2 separate regions of the Xenopus laevis genome follow, and region 2 is linked to region 1. The links are chromatin contacts, called in public Hi-C maps. All regions are on one chromosome and are shown on one strand. Each heading gives the region's core, a stretch centred on a gene start, on an enhancer-like site or on the middle of the called end of the contact. The rest is flanking DNA. Distances are from core to core; before and after follow the strand shown.

Region 1 (6,152 bases), core at 1,504-4,003:
TTTTTACATTTGAGATATAGAGATTATTCTTTAATTTATTATTAATAGTACTTACATTATTCTTTATTTATACATATCTTACCCTTTACACAGCACTCTATCATCATCCTGTCTAAGATCCCTAACATGCACATACTCTATGGCCAGTGACTTTAGGAGTATGTCTTTCTGTGGGTGAAATGAGATAAAAAAACATTTTATTCTTCTTTATTTGTATTACCCTGGAGTGTAATAATTCAGTAGGTGTATGATTCAGCAGATTCCCCTGGGAGGGTGTAGGCTCAGCATTGTTGATGTATATTTCCAAATTCTATAACACAATTTTTGTACTGCTATTATAAATTACAGGGTCATATTTTCTAAATAATCACTTGACGGACCAGTGCCTAGAGCAGAAAATTTAGGGTTGGCGGTGGGTGGGCGCTTATATAAATAATGCAAATACAAATGTTCTGAGAATATGCTGATTTAGAGGGCTGAGGTCTGGTGCTTAGGGCAAAACCAGGCCTAAAAACGGCCCTGCCTATGTTGCTAGTGTGCCCAGGATAAATGCCCTCTGTAATCTACCCTAAAAAACTGCTCTGAGCATTATGCATGGGGGTAATGTAAAAAAGGTGCAAAGTTTGCTACTGGTTTAATAACCCATAGCAACCACTCAGCAGGTAGCATTTGCTGGTTAGGTGTTAAAAACAATACCCGATTGGTTGCTGCTATTAAGGTTTATAGACCTTGACAAGATTAGTGCTTTTTATAACAATACCCTAAAAATGGAAGTGATATCTGCCATGTCATCCATACTAACATGGTATTTTATTAAAGAAGTCACATGAGAAATGTAGAGTCCTCAGACATGCACACATGATTTGGGTGTCTTCATTGTCCTAAATCCTTCATATTTAGATTTTCAGAGTGAGGTAGGTCACATCAGAGATATTCAAAAGGGTCCTTTTATACAAGAAGATCAGGGTAATAGAGAGAAAAGTGCATAGCAGTCCATAAAGCAACCAGTTCTCCAACAATCTTGGAACGTTCTTAGTGATGAGTTTATCCATGTTGTACTATAAGATTATCACAGTTATTGTCAATCCTTCTTCTCACTTCAGAGATGAAGGATTGACACATGAGGTCATGCGAGGAACATCAACGGAATGTTTCAGATTTAGTCAGGAGAATGTTCTAATGCAGACCAGCTTGTGACCAAATGGATGACCCGATGTTGCCATGATTAATAATCTCTCCAGTGTTTTGGGTATCAGTCCAACTTGTGTTGCCCATGAGACATCTTACGTAGTATCTGCCATTTCTTCTACAAAGAGAAAAGTAAAATGTTTATGAGCTTGTTCTTGATATCATCGAATTACATAAGGTTTGGAAGGATTTTGTCTTTTTAAAAGCATCTCTAAAGGAGAAGCTTCTGTTGCAGAAACTACAAATACTGAAAGATATTATGTACCCTGATTACTCCCTGAAACACAGCTACTGTCCAATGAGATTTAGAACTACTTTATTTATTACACTGTTGCTGGTGATGCCTGTGGCTAAGGTTTTGCTGCAGAAGAGTAACCAGTGTGCCCTGCACAATGTTTTGGATGGTACCAAGTTAATGTGCTGCTTTCCTTTCTAGATCCTGCAGTCAAGTGATCCCATCAGACAATAATAAGTAATAAAATAAATCCAGAGTAAGATCATTGGGACAGAGCTGGGTGTGAGGGTGTTATATTTCATGCCCTTTTACTGGTAGAAATGTGATCTCCAATTTACTAGAGAGAAGGATTTCATTACCGGACATAAAAAGGGGGTGGGGATAGACAACTATATCCTTAAATTGGCCATGCACAGGCCGATAAAAGCTGTAAATTCAGCCCCTCTAGACGCAATCAGCAACTTATTGGCCTGTGTTTCGGGTTTTCCCTGTGGCTCCCCCCCAAATATCTGGGTAAAAATCTGATCAAATGAGCACAGTGGCCTAATTTGTCATTAGCAGCCCCCTGGATGTGACAGGGTGGCCAGAAATGATCCACATCTTACCCACACCCTCCCTACTACCTGCACTTTTGGAACATTCACTAGTGTGGGGTGGGAGTAACACTATGGGGGGGGGGAAGGCCCAGGAACCTTTAGTTACAATACTTAATGTGGTTTAAGTGAAGGTTAGAAAATCTCACCAGAAGAGGACCATACTTTTACATTTTAGGTGTTCTAATGCCAACGGGTCTCCACAGATCTGCGACATGCTGCTCAACCACACCCACATTGGTTCAAAAACACTGGGGATGCGCTGGAGATACAATAATTTTTAAAATTTTCCGTGCGACAATCCCCATTGCTCCAGTCCAGATGATGAAAATTTGCACAAATAAAGGGGAGGGGACAGGGGCGGCGAACGGCAGTTGGCCTAGGGGCGCCCACTATGTAAATCCAGCCCTTCGTGTGAGCGAATGCAAGCTGAAGCAGCTCAGCTAAATGTAAATGGAGCAGGGTCATGGAGCAGCTTCGCTTCTCTCAGCCTGCAAAAATACGTAGGCTGAAAGCAGAGAAGCCTACACTCAGTGTACCCATGGCCTAAGGAAGGAGTTAAACGTCATATGCAGGATGTAACAGCTAATGGGTAAATAAACATGGCGAAACTTTCATTGTTTCAGAGTTTCTTTTATTTGGTTGAATCCTATTGACATGTTACTCCCCAGGTTGTGCACTTAAAGGCTACACCCTCTCTCTCTCTCACTATTCACATGTAACTGAAGTTCCTTCCAGAGAAATCTATATTGTCTCACTTTTGGAAACTTCAAACTTCAAAAAAGGCTGGCACAAGCCTGGACCCACGAAATAGTAGAGCCGAAGTCAGATTGTAAATTAAGAACCAAGGCTGACACATTTCGTGTCTACCAGATCCCTGGTAGACGCGAAACGCATCAGCCTTGGTTCTTAATTATGGAAAATAAAATGTAAGCCTTTTTAACCCTTTTACAATCTGACTCCGTCTCTACTATTTCGTGGGTCCAGGCTTTTGCCAGCCTATTTTGAAGTTTCCTGGTATTTGCTCCCCTTGCTGAAGGTCTGGGGCGTGTGCACCCGGGCCCACCGTATACAGCGGTAAGCTCAAACAATGTATCTAAACTTAGTATATAATGGTTACATAATTGTATAGTTTGTCTCACTTTTGACCTGCTGTCTCACCTGCCCTTTAACTGTGTCTCCTTGAGACCATTTCTAAAGGGGAAGCTTTCAGTTGCAAAAACTACAAATACTAAAAGATGTTATGTACTCCGCATGAGCAGGGTACTTTCGGGGTCAGTGGAATAAATAGAAGTTACTGGGCCCCAAAGTATAATTATTTCAATGCCCCCCCAAACTTTTGGAATAAAATAAATGTCAGAAACATATACTGAAACTGTCACTAGACCCCTATACTTTCTGGGGGCTTCCTATATAGTAACACCCCTCACTTCATGTATTAATTCTGTATATACTGATCACATTGCTGTTTGTGTGGACAGAACAGGACATCCGGTGGCATAACTACAGTGCCAAGGGCCCTGTGGCATATCTTGGTACTGAGCCCTACCCCACCACGCACCCATGTAAAAATTCATACTGTGGTGTGATCTTATAAAAAAAAATCCCTGTGGGCCCCTTGGGTGCAATTGCATCCCTTGCACCAATTACAGTTTCGTCACTGGATAAATCCCCCCTGTAGCTAGTGATGAGCTAAATTTTTTACAAATTTTCTCCACAAAAAAGTGGCCCATAGACTTCAATGGGTGAAAAAAATTGTTGTGCCACAAAACAATTTGACTCCCATAAACTTTAAAGGGGAACTGTCGCAAAAATTACAATTTAAGCATACTGAAATAAGAAACTTTGTAAAAACAATCAATTAAATATTCTGTACTGTTTTTGAAATAATCAAGTTTATGTTTACTATCCTTCTCTCAGCATCTGATTCTCTCCATTCTGTCTTTATGCAGCAGTTGGGTATCAGATCGTCATTGACAGTTAGATCCAATATATCTTATAGGGGGGCTTCCTTTTCTAGCAGATGAATTAGAACTCATACAAATAACTGATTCCAGTGCAAACAAAATTCAACAAAATAACTGCCTTTTGCACAAATCCTGCATGTAGAGAGACATATGATGTCTTGTGATTTTAATAGAGTGAGCTCTAGTACATCTTCTAGGCAAAAGGAGCCCCCCCTATAAGATATATTGGATCTAACTGTCACTGAATATCTGAGACCCAACTGCTGCATGAAGAGAAACAGATGCAGAGAGAGGGATAGTGAAGATAAACTTGATTATTTCAGAAAGAGTACAGAATTGTTAATTGATTGTATTTCGAAAGTTTCTTATTTCAGAATGATGAAGCTTATATTAAATTCTCATTTCGCGATAGTTCCCCTTTAATACAGTTTGGTGAATTAATGCAGTTTCGCGATTTTTTGGCAAAGTGAAACATGTCAGATTCGCCCATCTCTACCTGTCCCACTACCTACCTTGTCACTATCTCACCTTCCCCGACATCACATTGCCTTATTATACACACCATCTCACAATTAATTGAGTTAACTAGCACACAATTAAAATCCTTCTCTCTATACAAACACTACAATTAAATGAATCCCCATCTTTGGTCTCATGACTTATCTATTCCATACTGGCAAATATATTTGCAGCCCCCATTCCTACCTTCAAAAAGCCATTTAATGCCAGTTGTCCTTTTCTTCAGCCTTGTGTGTGCCATGGGAGAAGGGGGGCAATTAACAAACACCCTTCCTGTGTCACCAAATAATCCTGAATTCACAGATTTTATCAGAATAATAGTGAAAGTGTTCAAATGTTTGTATTTTTCTAGCAATCAATTTTTGGGGGACAAACATGAAATGTCCATTAAGTTTTTGTTGTTAGAAAGGAACTAGTGTCCCCCTATAATAAATGAAATATCTGATAGGTTACAGCATGAGCTCTAGATCCTTGTTGGAAAGCTCTACATTGCCAGTGTACCACAGCATCCACAAGACTAGGCTCAGAGCAATGATAAGGGCGCCTGTGTATATATAAAAGTCAAAGGCAGCAAGGCTGGCAAATATCCCGATGAGAAGCAGAATAATCCCGGCAACATCAAATATGATGGCGATGATGAAGAGCAACGAGCAGCGACCAATCACTTTTCCAAACTTCATCGTGGGTCTAAATGTAATAAGAGCCAAAGGGAGTGAGATGATCTGTTGAGAGGTGAGCGGTCACATCTCCCACGGCTCCTGCTTGTTACTGTCTCATGACACGAATTGATGCTCTTTAAATAGTCCACACCTTGTATAACAATACGACTGCATGGCGAGGTCAATACACCTTGGGCTGTAACGTCACCCGACTGGTTATAGAGTTCCAAGCCTGAAAAACCAGATTTTTTGAAGTCCAAAGAAGCCGTGTCTCTCCGTCACCAGTAAATTATTATCTACATTTAGTACCTGTGGAAGGCTAGGTGGCACTTTAACCCCCTATAAAAACAAAAGTGGCAGTGTCTTATAATTCAGTATCCTAGCAGTAGCAAGGAGAATTAAGGCAAAAAGAATTAAAGGGGTGGCAAACATTACCATTATATGGACATGGAATCAGAAATATAATATATAATTTGTCTTCAGTTTGTATCTTTAATGTAACGATTTGCCTTTCTGCCCTACATACTTGAAAAGAGAAACTGCATGTGACCTGTGGTTCGTACGGTTGCAATGGGAAAACAAATTGATTGGGAGTTCCTGGGTGCAAGTCAGCCTAGCAACCAAGGTGTAGTTTACACAGTAAAATATGTACTTCAACAACTAGGTTTTGCATCTTTTTTAGGGGCAATGAAATAGCTGCCTTATCTTCATCACCATTGATATTAAATTAAATTTATACTGGGCAGGTAGTGATAGTGTCACCATATTGCCTTAGGAGATCTTGTCTTATTGTCTCCATCCTGTCCTACTTTCCCATCTAGCCTTAAGGTGGCAATAGATGTGCAGGTTTACCTGCAGTATCGGACAAACGAACGGACTTCCCCATCTCCCGATCTGCCACTAACCTTTAGTTTAAAAAAGGGACCCTTGAACTGTTGCATCGAGGAAAGTTTGATGGAGATGCCCAGATATATTTTCGATTTGAAGTTTA
Region 2 (6,152 bases), core at 1,232-3,731, 120 kb before region 1:
AACTGCAATGTAATTCATAAATCAGATTGATTAGGTTTTTTTCTACTGTTATTTCCATAAACAAGAGCATGGCAGAACTGAAAATTTTGATGAATGTTTCTGTTTTTAGGATAAGTCACAGACTGGGATACCAGGGGCCTACCAGAAAACCTTAGACCGTGGGCCCACTTTCCAAACTCTTCTCCTCACTCAACCTCTTTATTCTTCTAGCATTTTATATCTACTTACTATATTCTTCCATTATTAAGCATGTTTTCCCATAAATAAATAGGGAGTGACTATGAAATAGGCTAAATGGTTAGAAGCAAGAGGACCCACTGACAACTGAGCCCAGCGAGAGTTTTCCTGGTATCCTGTGGGCCAGTCCTACACTGGCTGGGAGGTTGGAGCCTGGTTAATTGTTTCATATCAGAACACTGGGAGCGAATGTGTAAGAATGAGAAGCTGGTATAGCAAGTGTTCTGGGTCAAATGTACATTAGCATGTGTTCTAGAAGATAAGTAGGCACTCTGAGGCTGGCTAGGTAGGTGGGAAAGTATTCTATATCATACGCTGGGTAGGTGGGAAAGTATTCTATATCATATGCTGGGTAGGTGGGAAAATATTCTTTATCAAAGGCCAGGGAGGTGGGAAAGTATTCTATATCAAATGCTGGGTAGGTAGGAAAGTATTCTATATCATAAACTGAGTAGGTGGGAAGTATTCAATATCATATGCAGGGTAGGTGGGAAAGTATTCTATATCAAAAATAATATAAATGCAAGTTATACACTAAATGGCAGTGTGTTGGGAGTTTCCTTAAATGAGAAGGATCTAGGGGTCTTTGTAGATAACACGTTGTCTAATTCTGGGCAGTGTCATTCTGTGGCTACTAAAGCAAATAAAGTTCTGTCTTGCATAAAAAAGGGCATTAACTCAAGGGATGAAAACATAATTATGCCTCTTTATAGGTCCCTGGTAAGGCCTCATCTGGAGTATGCAGTGCAGTTTTGGACTCCAGTCCTTAAGAGGGATATAAATGAGCTGGAGAGAGTGTAGAGATGTGCAACTAAATTGGTTAGAGGGACGGAAGACTTAAATTATGAGGTAGACTGTCAAGGTTGGGGTTGTTTTCTCTGGAAAAAAGGCGCTTGCGAGGGGACATGATTACACTTTACAAGTACATTAGAGGACATTATAGACAAATAGCAGGGGACCTTTTTACCCATAAAGTGGATCACCGTACCAGAGGCCTCCCCTTTAGACTAGAAGAAAAGAACTTTCATTTGAAGCAACGTAGGGGGTTCTTCACAGTCAGGACAGTGAGGTTGTGATGGCTGATTCAGTTAATGCCTTTAAGAATGACTTGGATGATTTTTTGGACAAACATAATATCAAAGGCTATTGTGATACTAAGCTCTATAGTTAGTATAGGTTAGGGTATATAGAATTTAATTAAAAGTAGGGAGTATGGATACTGGGTTTTCATTTGGAGGGGTTGAACTTGATGGACTTTGTCTTTTTTCAACCCAATTTAACTATGTAATTATCTAACTATATGCTGGATAGTAAGGTCTGAGTTCTGAAGAAGATGATGGGTTGATAGGATGATATGTGTTTTGCAGTTGAAGCTGGGTGAAGTTCTAGATAAGAAGCTTGATAGCTAGGACAATAGGTGTTCTGCAGCAGAAGCTGAGTGGGTAGGGCCGTAAGTGTTTTGGTTAAGAGCAGTGATCCCCAACCAGTAGCTCATGAGCAACATGTTGCTCTCCAACCCCTTGGATGTTGCTCTCAGTGTACTGCCAAACAGGTGCTTATGTTTGAATTCCAGGCCTGGAGGCAAGTTTTAATTGTATAAAAACTAAGTATAGTGCCAAGTAGAGCCTGGTGTAGGCTGCCAGGCCACATAGGGGTTATCAAATAGCCAATCTCAGACCTTATTTGGCACCACAAGGGACTTTTTCCATGCTTGTGTCGCTCCCCAACTCTTTTTGCATTTGAATGTGACTCGCTGGTAAAAAAGGTTGGGGACCCCTGGTTTAGAGGCTCCAGGAATAAGACTATGCGTGTTCTGACTGAATCACATGCTGGTGAGTAGGACGGTAGGTAAATAAGACGGTAATTGTTCTGGATCACAGGTTAGATAGGTAGAAATTAAACGTTTAGGACCACAGCTGAACTAAACCATAGAGTTATTCGGGAGTCAATCCCCAGTATGTTATGAGGCATGCGCGCTCTACATTCCAGCACGCGTTTGTAAACAACACTTGACACGCCTCTTTCCCACCATGACCACGCCCTCGTACGCATTTTCCACTCCTGCTTTTCCTTTACCTGGAGGAGAAACAGAGTCGCCGAAGGAACACCCCCCTCCTATGATGGATGATTGGAGCAGCCAATTACATGGGGCCGATTCCTTAGCAACTGAGCTAGCGACCAATGAGATTTGACGAGAGGCGGGAGAGGAGCTGTCATACCGAGCGCAGTCCAGCAATGTTCTCAGAGCAGGTTGTAGCGAGGCTGGCGCTGGAGGTGGATAACAGGTAGGTCCCTGGTGTATGGAAGTGATCGGGGGTTAATTTGCCGTGTTTAAACTGTAGGACATTCAGAGCTCTCTATAGGGTCCATGTACTGCAGCACGGCGGGGTGGGGTGGTATTTGTGTGCTCACTTATATAACTGCATGTGCACACTCACTAGAACATACACACATGTACACCTCCCCCCCAACACGCACATATAATATATATATATATATATATATATATATATATATACATACACATACACACACACATATCATGCACATACATACATACATACTATACACCTACATACATGCCATGCACATACACCTGCATACATCCCACACATACACACACACATACCATACACACATACATACTATACACCTACATACATCCCATGCATACACACATACATACATCCCATGCACACACACATACATACATCCCATGCACACATACATCCCATACACACATACATCCCTTGCACACACATCTACACACATACTATGCACACATACATTCCATGTGCCTACACATACATGCCATATATACTTGTATACCATGCACATACAAATACATACCAGGCACATACATACCATACATACACACACACATACTGCACTTACACATACATACAGTATGCTCATATTCATACTTCACCTGCTCATGTAGCAAGATGGCATCAGTAGGGTTAGTTGGTGGCAGTAGGGTTAGATAGTGACAGTAGAGCAAGACGTAACAGTAAAGCTGTATGTTACCCTTCTGTACATAGAATACAACTCCCTGCTCTGCCCTGAATGCCAAACCATATGTCAGGCCAAGCCATAATAATAGGCATGATTTCAATTCCTTGTGAGGCAAGGCCTGAGCTGAGTTTAGTGCTGTATGGACTGGGCATAACTGTACTTTTGGGATATTATAGTATTACAAGGTCAAGCCACACCAGCAGTGCACTTTCATTACAGGGGTTCATCTTTAAATTAACTTTTAGTATGATGTAGAGAACAGTGTCGGACTGGCCCGGTGGGCCCCGACCCTTTCCCAATCAAATTCGGGGGGGGGGAAGTTTTTTTTAGGCACCTATGGATTTAGGAGCACCAAGCGACGCCTTCATGCAGGCAGTGGGTCAGAGGGGGCCCTGGACATTAGTCCCGGTGGGCCTGAGCCCCCTAGTCCGACCCTGGTAGAGAGTGATATTCTGAGACCATTTGCAATTGGTTTTCATTGTTCTTATTGTCTGTGGTTTTTGAGTTATTTACCATTTTGTTCAACGGCTTCCCAGTTTGCAATATCGGTAATCTGGTTGCTAGGGTCCACATTACCTTAACAACCGTGCATTGATTTGAATAAAAAACTGGAATATGAATAGGAAAGAGCCTCAGTGTAAAGATGAGGTATAAAAGTAGCAATAACTATAAATTGGATGCATTACAGAGCATTTGTTTTTAGATAGGATCAGTAACATTTGAAGGCTGGAAAGTGAAAAAGAAGGCAAATAATTCAAAAGCTATAAAGAAGAAAAAATGAAGACTATTTGAAATTGCTTAGAATTTGCAATCCTTTAACATATTGAAAGCTAACTTAAAGGGATACTGTCATGGGGAAAATTTTTTTTTTCAAAATGAATCAGTTAATAGTGCTGCTCCAGCAGAATTCTGCACTGAAATCCATTTCTCAAAAGAGCAAACAGATTTTTTTATATTCAATTTTGAAATCTGACATGGGGCTAGACATATTGTCAATTTCCCAGCTGCCCCAAGTCATGTGACTTGTGCTTTGATAAACTTCAATCACTCTTTACTGCTGTACTGCAAGTTTGAGTGATATCACCCCGTCCCTTTTCCCCCTCAGCAGCCAAACAAAAGAACAATGGGAAGGTAACCAGATAGCAGCTCCCTAACACAAGATAACAGCTGCCTGGTAGATCTAAGAACAGCACTCAATAGTAAAAACCCATGTCTCACTGAGACACATTCAGTTACATTGAGATGGAAAAACAGCAGCCTGCCAGAAAGCATTTCTCTCCTAAAGTGAAGGCACAAGTCACATGACCAGGGGCAGCTGGGAAATTGACAAAATGTCTAGCCCCATGTCAGATTTCAAAATTGAATATAAAAAAATATGTTTGCTCTTTTGAGAAATGGATTTCAGTGCAGAATTCTGCTGGAGCAGCACTATTAACTGGTTCTTTTTGAAAAAATTTTTTTTTCCCATGACAGTATCCCTTTAAAGGTGAGCCACCCCTTTAAGTAATATTGGTTTGGTTTTGGGTTTTCTCAGTCCATTTTTGTATTCTTATCTTAAATCAGTTTGTTAATTAATCTTGTTAGGATCTCTAATTCTTTTGTATCCCATTACAAAATGATTTGTCTCGGTCATTAAGCAGGGCAGGACTGCTGCTTACAATGGGTATCAGATAGGATCTGTGTCACTGTGACAGAATGCTCTGTTATAAAGATAGCTAGAATCTCAGCCATAAAGCAGGACAGGACTGCTGCTTACAATGGGGATCAGATAGGATCTGTGTCACTGTGACAGAATGCTCTGTTATAAAGATAGCTAGAATCTCAGCCATAAAGCAGGGCAGGACTGATGCTAACAATGGGGATCGGATAGGATCTGTGACAGAATGCTTTGTTATAATGATAGCTTGTACCTCAACCATTAAGCAGTGTAGGACTACTGCTTACAGTTGTTTCCTCCTTGTTTTTCCCTCCAGCTGAACAGCACACCGTGACATGAGTTTCCCAGCCATATTGCTTTTGTGAAATTATTTGCATGCCTCTGCTATGATGGGCTGACAGAGGAGGCCTATAACCGCGTGCATCTCTGAGAAGAGGATGACCCACAGAGCCAGCCCAGCGAAAGCCTATGACTTCCTTCTGAAGTTCCTTTTGGTTGGGGATAGTGATGTTGGCAAAGGCGAGATACTGGCAAGCTTGCAGGATGGATCCACAGAGTCGCCTTATGGTTACAATATGGGTAAGTGCTCTCTTGGTGTATATATAGCACCTATCCTATAATAAGACTGCTGCCTCGGCATCCCTTGTGGCTGGCCAATCTCTCTTATTATCCCATGGGACAGTGTGGAATATTTTGGTCCTTAGATCACACCAGTTTGGCATTTAATGCTCATTTCTCATTTAGTGCCGGTCTGTAGGGTGATGACAGTCAGCAGGTGCAACACAGGAATTCCCATTCCGTAATCCCTGTAACTCGCCACTCTTATCCGTGTCTTTTCCAGAGCTAATGGAATGTGCAGGGACATATCCAATGTGCTGTGGTTAACAATATCATAGTTGGCTTGTCTTTTATTGCTCTGTGTGGCTAATATGTCTGACACCACCTCTTCAGCCTCACCTTTAAAGGAAAGCTACTGAAGCAGTATATTTCCAATAGATTAGCTATTGGTTTAAGAACACCAGCATAGGAGAAGTAAACCTTTGCTACTAAAATCCCCTTCCCCACATAGACACCCCTCCCTGCTTTACCCCCAGCCTAGGTGGTACCTTTGCTAAATGCCCCCACACTTTACTTACCCCTCGGTGCAGATTCTGTCGAGCGGAGATCACAGACGCCATCTTCTGCCCTTTCGGTAATCTTTGGGTCTTCTTGCAGCGCTTTGGCAATTTCCGTGACTTTTGCC

What was found. A called contact is a pair of places that touch in the nucleus more often than the background predicts.
Region 2: a contact with region 1 is called in a Hi-C map of the XTC cell line, with 3 times the contacts expected there. The contact joins the promoter of rab40b.L here to the enhancer-like site in region 1. A contact is called at or near these places in 2 of 4 Hi-C or Micro-C datasets (the XL177 cell line and the XTC cell line).

Annotation. Positions count from the first base shown.
Region 1 is chr9_10L:50,897,917-50,904,068 of Xenopus_laevis_v10.1, reverse strand. It overlaps LOC108701168 (a long non-coding RNA gene), which reads right to left. Exons shown (of 2, transcript XR_001933114.2): 1 at 4,689-6,152; 2 at 192-1,306. Among protein-coding and RNA genes, the nearest start is that of LOC108701168, 3.5 kb to the right of the region's middle. Within about 2 kb of position 2,753, at least 1 of the 7 cell types and tissues checked has an H3K27ac peak or open chromatin away from gene starts, as enhancers often do.
Region 2 is chr9_10L:51,019,253-51,025,404 of Xenopus_laevis_v10.1, reverse strand. rab40b.L (RAB40B, member RAS oncogene family L homeolog) reads left to right here and starts at 2,481. Exons shown (of 7, transcript NM_001093844.2): 1 at 2,481-2,518; 2 at 5,223-5,488. The coding sequence starts at 5,347.